Regions from separate parts of the Triticum aestivum genome. Here region 2 is linked to region 1. Evidence: chromatin contacts called from public HiCAR-type data. All regions are on one chromosome and are shown on one strand. The core of a region is the stretch at or near the end of the contact, and the rest is flanking DNA. Distances in the headings are between cores, read along the strand shown.

What was found. HiCAR-type assays count read pairs that join an accessible place to other places.
Region 2: a HiCAR-type map of leaf shows a contact between it and region 1, with 4 times the contacts expected there. The contact joins the promoter of LOC123121462 here to the promoter of LOC123121461 in region 1. A contact is called at or near these places in 2 of 5 Hi-C or Micro-C datasets (both in leaf) and 1 of 1 datasets of contacts at active chromatin or transcription factors (leaf).

What each region holds. Positions count from the first base shown.
Region 1 is chr5D:321,043,499-321,047,365 of IWGSC CS RefSeq v2.1, forward strand. LOC123121461 (vacuolar iron transporter 2) reads left to right here and starts at 1,774. Exons shown (of 4, transcript XM_044541451.1): 1 at 1,774-2,117; 2 at 3,375-3,460; 3 at 3,569-3,683; 4 at 3,779-3,867. The coding sequence starts at 1,882.
Region 2 is chr5D:321,422,282-321,425,959 of IWGSC CS RefSeq v2.1, forward strand. LOC123121462 (alpha,alpha-trehalose-phosphate synthase [UDP-forming] 6) reads left to right here and starts at 2,244. Exons shown (of 3, transcript XM_044541453.1): 1 at 2,244-3,678. The coding sequence starts at 2,950.

The DNA of each region.
Region 1 (3,867 bases), core at 524-3,023:
TGGAGCCAGACCACTTGACACCCTTGTCAATCAAGGCAACGGATGATTCAAACTTCAAATCAGTCTCAGCCTACTGGAGCCCAGCCGCACCATCCAAAAGGCGGCTCGTAAAACCCAAACACGGGCGGGAAACTTTACCCTGATCCGTCGTAATTTTTGGGGAGATTTTCCCAACCGAAAGTTAGGCTACTTTTCCGCAAGTTGGCGTGGGGGGAGCTGCTCACCGCAGTGCGCCGCTGGGCGCGCGTGGCGCGTGCGGCGGCGGTCGCTAGCGGCTCCTGCTTTTCTGTGCCGCCTTTTGTCATCGAGGCTCGTGGCGGGCACACGACAACTGCCTGCGTGTCACGGCCGCGCCCACGCGTCCACCGATGGCGACCGGCGGCGTCTATCCCCACCCTCTTGGACGCACATGGACGCCTGGATATTTGCATGTGGTTGCCTCGGCCGCCTTTTGTTGTGTGTGTGTGCGCTTAATCTGCGTTGATCGATCGTGATTCATGAAGCACTTTTTGTTAATTATTGCAGGCTGATGGGAATCCATGGACCTGTTCTGCTGAAGTTCCTGTGATCGCTCCAAGTTAGCAGATGGGATCATCAACTTTTGTGCAGCGGTATAAACTGTAAAAAAAAGTGCAGCAAGCTCATCCCACTGTAAAAAAAAAAGCGATGTGAGTGTAGCTCGATGCCATCTCTATGCCTCCACCTCAGCGGAGTAAACTTGTTTAAACCCATGAGCTTGTAAAAGCAGCGGCACGGAAGTCGTCGATGTAGAGCAGGAGACGACAACGGCCGCGATTTGTAAATCATCCCGGAGAAGAAAACGCCGAAAAATGCATGTAGAAACTCCGGAATCCACTAAAGCCGGTCGAATTTAGACGGATCCACTAAAAACCAAAACCGCCTAGATCCCAGAAGACCCGTCGGAAACATAGGTCCACACGCCCTCAGCCCGGGGAAAGGGCCGGAAGGACATTATTACTACACTAGGATAGCATGCCCCAAACCAGACATGAAGACTCCTTAAAGAAAACCCGAGACAAACGCTCATGCTACTGCACGCTGATATCGAGCTCACCTCTGCCCAAGACCATGCACCGACACTCTCTTCTCTGGTGACTGAGCCAGGCCGCACGGCTATCGAAGATCGCTGCGTTGGATCACCAGCGCCGCTGTCAACCATCGCCTGCCGAAGACCGCAGCTCACCATTCATCTCCGCCGACCCACAACAGCCCACCAACAGCTCCATAGTAGCCCCCCCCCCCCCCCAAATCAGCAACGCCCCCGTCGGCATCAACGCCGCACAGACTTTTCCTAGTGAAGCACCCTGGCGACGACGAGAGAGGAAGAAGATGGTGTGTGTGTGTGGGGGTGGGGGGGGGGGGGGGTTGTCACTTGCCTCAACCCTCTCTCGCAAGGCGTTGCGGCACTGGTTGTGCTAGTTCATATTCCTGCATTTTACAAATCCTTTGAATCAAAGATGCCCTAAAAGTTGGACGTGCAATAACGATCGTTGTCTCCTCCTTTGAGTTTATGCAAACAATACAACTTGGCATGAGATGGATCCGTGGTTCCATGGTAGATTGGTCTCAGCAAATAATAAAGTGAAGTACGGACGCATAAAAACAGAATCAGACATACTCACCACACATTCACATAGTACCTCGCGTGCCCAAATCCCAAGATTGCCCCGACTTCCCATGTCCAAACAGGACATTTCACCCGGCCTCCAACCCCTATAAATCCCCCCTCCCAGCTCTGTCCACTTCGCCTACACCAAAACCCACCCTTGTCATCGCAGATCACGAGCTAGCTAACTGAGCGCAGGAAATAGTTAAGCACACCAGCTCGCTCGTAAGCACGCTCCCACGCCGACCGGCAAGATGGTGAAGCCTGTGCAGGACGAGGAGAACCAGAGGCTGCTCCTCGACGACCACAAGGAGAAGCACTTCACCTCCGGCGAGGTGGTCCGGGACATCATCATCGGCGTCTCCGACGGCCTCACCGTGCCCTTCGCCCTCGCCGCCGGCCTGTCCGGCGCCGACGCGTCTTCCTCGCTCGTGCTCACCGCCGGGCTCGCCGAGGTCGCCGCCGGCGCCATCTCCATGGGGCTCGGAGGGTAAGGAGAGAGATCAAAATCTCCTTGATTTTCTGGGTATATGTTTGCTCTGATTAATGTCGTTTGTTACTCCTCCGGCCAGCTATTGCTTTCCTGAACATGCCGCATGCATGCTGCTGGCTTGCTGGATGCTTGATTAGCCAATTCTGGATTTGTATGCAAAGGCTTAATTATTTCTGAAACAGAGATTAGTGAGAGTAGCTTGCTGTTATTGATGCCAAGAATGGAAAGTAGGGGAATGCTTAATAACGTCCACTAACCAAAAATTGGAGAACTTTGTCGCACAGACGAATGTTTTTTGATGAGTACCAGCTAATTTTTATACTCCTACAGTGTTAAGTACCTTCCTACATTGTTCACTAAGTTGGGTCATTTATTGTCCAGAGTCTGGACAACCACTTACCTAGGATTTCTGTAGTTTTCCTTTGTGTCAGCAACAGCTAGGAGTACAAAACAATACTTCCTCCGTGACAAATGCAGGACCTATTTTATGCCCTATGCAAAACCAAAAACAAAACTGTTCCATGCCCGATCTTTGCACGACATGTAAATCCAGCGGCTAGTGCCCTTTTCAGCCATACGCATGTCCGGCTGGATTTAATCTTCATGTGTGAATTGTGTATTTATTAAGAAAAAAGACGGTAAGTGAGGCCCCATAGTAGTTGGTGTAACAAACCCAAGTTACAGGTACCATGCCTTAAATCTGAGTAGGTGGAAAGGCAGCAACCCCTTTCCACCAATATGTTGTGCGTTAGTCTGTGAATCATGCAGATTTTGTCGTGTGCATAGCATGACTCAATCAAAAATGTACAATTATATGCTAGACTCCTAGTGATCCCAAAATGCAATACTGTTCACCCACACTAAGCGCACCTGCACACACACGTGCATAGGAATTTGACCGGAGTACATTAGAAATAGGGATTATTTTCACACATGAATTACTCAAAATTTTTTTGCCAGTTTTTCGTTGATGTATATATGGAATATTCACCAAACGAATAACAAAGTTCTGGAGCAAAATATTCGTTATTTTCAGAGTTTATAGTTTCTCCCTGTTTCACAATTTCAAGCACTACTATTTTTTAGAAAATCGCAAGCACTAATTTTTTTTAGCAAAAGGACTAATTACTAAAACGGGCCGAAGTGATGTCTATATTTAACCCAGCCCAAAGCGGGCCAACTTCTGCTGGGCCGTACCAAACGGAATTAACGCAGTAAAAGCCTACGGCTAATGTGGGCTCGCACTCTTGTCAGGTACCTCGCCGCTAAGAGCGACGCCGACCACTACTACCGGGAGCTGCAGCGCGAGCAGGACGAGATCGACACCGTCCCGGACACAGGTCACTCTCTCACTTGACACTCTTTATTCATCTAAAAAAACTTGACACTCTCTATCGATTCTAATCTAATCTAAGTATCTAACGGCTGAGATGCATTTCTTTGAGCAGAGGCCGCAGAGATCGCGGACATACTCTCTGAGTACGGGCTGGGCCCCGAGGAGTACGGGCCGGTCGTGACCTCCCTCCGCAACAACCCAAAGGCCTGGCTCGAGTTCATGATGAAGTAATCAAATCAGTCAAGCTTAACAAACCCACTCATTTTTTTTTCTAATTAATCTAACCATGTGACTGATCACGGCGGAACTTTGGCGCACGCAGGTTCGAGCTGGGGCTGGAGAAGCCGGACCCGCGGCGCGCGCTGACGAGCGCGGCGACGATCGCGCTGGCCTACGTCGTCGGCGGCATGG
Region 2 (3,678 bases), core at 994-3,493, 380 kb after region 1:
GACCGTGAGTCTTTCGTGCGGCGTTCTCGGCTATTCCTCTCTCGACACGCACGACACGTGTCCGCCTTAGTGGGCCGGCGACCGCTCTTCCCCCCTTATATTCTCCCACATCCTTCTCGACGACTCATCTTTCTTCTTCCTCTATTGTAGAGCGATCTCCTGCTCTTCTCCCTCTCTCTCGCCATCTTCACCCCCGGTGAGCACAACGAAGCCAGCCAACGAGCCATCACCCTTCCCTTGTTTCTCCCTCTCTCAGTTGCATCCGGTACTCCTCTTAACGACTGGAGCTGTGACCGGAGCATGGTGCTACAAACGCCGAGCACCGGTGTCTGCAGTGGGAAGCTGCAACCAGATCCCAATGGTCGTTGCAACATGTGTAGTGTGGTGCTGGGAGTGGCACTATGGGGTGCGGCGACCGGCGCCGAGACGCGCTGCGGTCGGCATCACAGCATGTTGCGGCGTGAGCGCGACGATGTTGCGACGCCGCGACAGATCTGGGAGCGACGACGACCTCAGGCGCAGGTGAGAGTTGACTTTTTCCTTCTTCTTTTTTTTCCTTTTTTCTGCAATCGAATGGTTATTCATATCCAGATCGTAGGGGCCGCCCGGTTACCGGCCGAAAGTCGCGCCGGCCGACCGGCGCAGTTACTCGTAATTGATCTCTTATTCTGTAAGAAAATCGGGACGACCTCCGGCAGGGATGAGAGTTGAGCTTTTCCTTCTTTTTTTTCCTTTTTTCTGCAATCGGACGATTATTCATATCCAGATCGTAGGGCTGCCTGGCGCCCGGCCTAAAGTCGCGCCGGTCGACCGGCACAGTTACTCATAACTGATTTCTTAATCTGTAAGAAAGACGGGACGACCTCCGGCGCGGGTGAGAGTTGACTTTTTTCTTCTTCAACCGGACGGTCATTCATGTCCAGATCGTAGGGGCTGCCCGGCGCCCGGCCTAAAGTCGCATCGGTCGGCCGACTCAGTTACTCGTAACTGATTTCTTAATCTGTAAGAAAGCCTGGACGACCTTAGGCGCGGGTGAGAGTTGACTTTTTCTCTTTTTCTTTCTTTTTTTCTGCAATCGGACGGTCATTCATACCAGATCGTAGGGTCCGCCTGGCGACCGGCCTAAAGTCGCGCGGGTCGACCGGCGTAACTGACCTTTCAGTTTCGGAAGTCTACGTTCCTTTTGGTGGGGTGGACTCTGGGTCTCCGGTGTGAACGCGGCCCCGTGTATCCCTCCTGTCGGAAACAACAGCCGGGCCGCCGCACGCGCCGAGGCGCCCTCAGCGTCCGACACGTAAGCGCTCGCACGTGCGCGAGAGGCCGCCCACCCCGCGGACCCCACCCCCGTCCACCGATCTCATCCGGTGCGGCTTGAAGATGGATATACATATCTCCTAGGGAAACCCGGCGGATCATCTGCGCGTCCACCTCCCGCGCCCCCTCCCCCGCGCCCGTCCGATCCCGATCGTGCGGCCCACGCCCCGGCCGCACCGGTCAAACACCGTGGGGCCCCCCAGAGCGGCCGCCGCGCTCCCGCGGATAAGATCGCGCGCGGGCTGCTGCCGCCCGCGAGGGACTGCGCCATGGACTGCGCGCGGTGGAGTCTTCCACCCAGCCCCCTGGGTTCACGGGTACTTCGCGGGCCGGACGGGCACGAAGACTTTCTTCATATCCTCAGGAGAGGCCGTTTTTGTTGGATTGCGGCCGCCCGCGGCGCGATCAATGGATGAGGGCTGCAGTAAACGCATGCAACCACGTCATTATCTATCCTTCTGACAGCAGGCAAAGGCACCGATCTTCGGCCGCAGGCCAGGAAGTCACCATCCGATAAAAAACACAGTAGCACTCAATCAACAAAAAAAAAGTACGCGCTCATAAATAAAAAAGTATATAAGTATATATCCAGGGGTAAAAGTTGGAATTGAGAACCACTGCAAGCAAAGCAGCTTTTTTTATGGCAACCGCCACGGCATGCACGCAAGGAAACCGTGGTGACTGACCGATCTCTTGTCCTGTAAGAAAGTGAGCATTGATCGAGTGGATGGATAATGCTGATCCCTTGGGTCAGTCAGCAGGGACGATTATCCATCCCGGAAACAAATAGCGCCAATGGTTTGTCATGAATTCTTTGGCTGCTGTTAGGTGGACGGCGTGCGGCGCGGCGCCCGTGGACGGCATCCCGATGTTTATCCAGGGTGCTTAGTGCGAAATTCCGATTATATTTAATCCGCGTACGGGGCGACGGCGAGAGGCATCGCAGAGTTCATCAGACCCGCGCTCGCCAGCTCGAGCGAGGGCGAGAAAAATACTCTATCCATTCCAGTCTTCACAAAGAAAAGCCTCGCCTCCATTCCGTTACTTGTAGTCGTGATAGATAGATCCCACCCCGGCCCAGCCCCTCCGATCCTCAAGAGCCACCGCCGCACGCCGACCGACGATCACCCCCGCATCCCTCCCGCCACCGCCTTTCCTCCCTCCTCCGCCGCGTCCGTCTTTGCCAATCCGTCGAGTTTCCCCGGAGTTTCCGCCACCCTCTTTCGAGTTCTTGTTGCTGCTTAATGCTGGTCCGGGGGATGGGCGGCGGCGTCTTCTGTTGTCCGGTGGCGGCGATCTGCCGATGTGGCGGCCGCGTGGGCGGCGGGAGGAGGAGCACCTGAGACGGTGCCGCTCTGCCGCCGTGTTCCGTTCCCTTTGACCGAAAGGTGCCGCTCCTTTCCGGAAAGGGGAAATTTGTTTCTGCGCTTCTGGCGACTTCCTTTGCGCCGATTCCATTCCTTGTTGCCTCGCTAAATCTCGCCCGGATTTCCTCTTCCCCTTGGACTCCATCCCGGTCGCAGATCCTTTTCCTCCCTGCCCGCCCATTCTTGCTCTGCTCCGTCACTCGCTCTGCAACTGCAACCTCGAGTTCTTGCTGAGTTTGTTGGTCAAGAAGATCACATCTGGGAGAGGATGGCGTCGAGATCCTACTCCAACCTCTTGGAGCTCGCCGGCGGCGCTGACCGCGACCAGCCGCTGCCGTCCCTCGGGCAGCCACGCATACCGCGGGTGATGACGGCGTCTGGCATTGTGCCCGGCCTTGACCGCTCCGACGCCCCCGCTGACGCTGCCGCCTCGGTGGCCTCCGACGACCAACCCGACCAGCCGCCGCGGGAGCGCACCATCATCGTGGCCAACCAGCTGCCCATCCGCGCCTGCCGCGGCGCCGACGGCGCCTGGGAGTTCTCCTGGGACCAGGACAGCCTCCTGCGGCAGCTCAAGGAGGCTCTGCGCGCGCACCAGGGCCGCGCCCACATGGACTTCGTCTACATCGGCGGCCTGCGCGACGACATCCCGGCGGAGGAGCAGGACAAGGTCGCGCTCGAGCTCTACGACCGCTTCCGCTGCGTGCCCGCCTTCCTGCCGGACGACCTCCGCTCCCGCTTCTACCACGGCTTCTGCAAGCAGCAGCTGTGGCCACTGTTCCATTACATGCTGCCACTGTCGCCCGAGCTCGGCGGCCGCTTTGACCGCGACCTGTGGAAGGCCTACCTGTCCGTCAACAAGATCTTCACCGACAAGATCATGGAGGTGATCAACCCCGAGGAGGACTTCGTCTGGGTGCACGACTACCATCTCATGCTCCTGCCCACCTTCCTGCGCAAGAAATTCAACCGTGTCAGGCTGGGCTTCTTCCTGCAC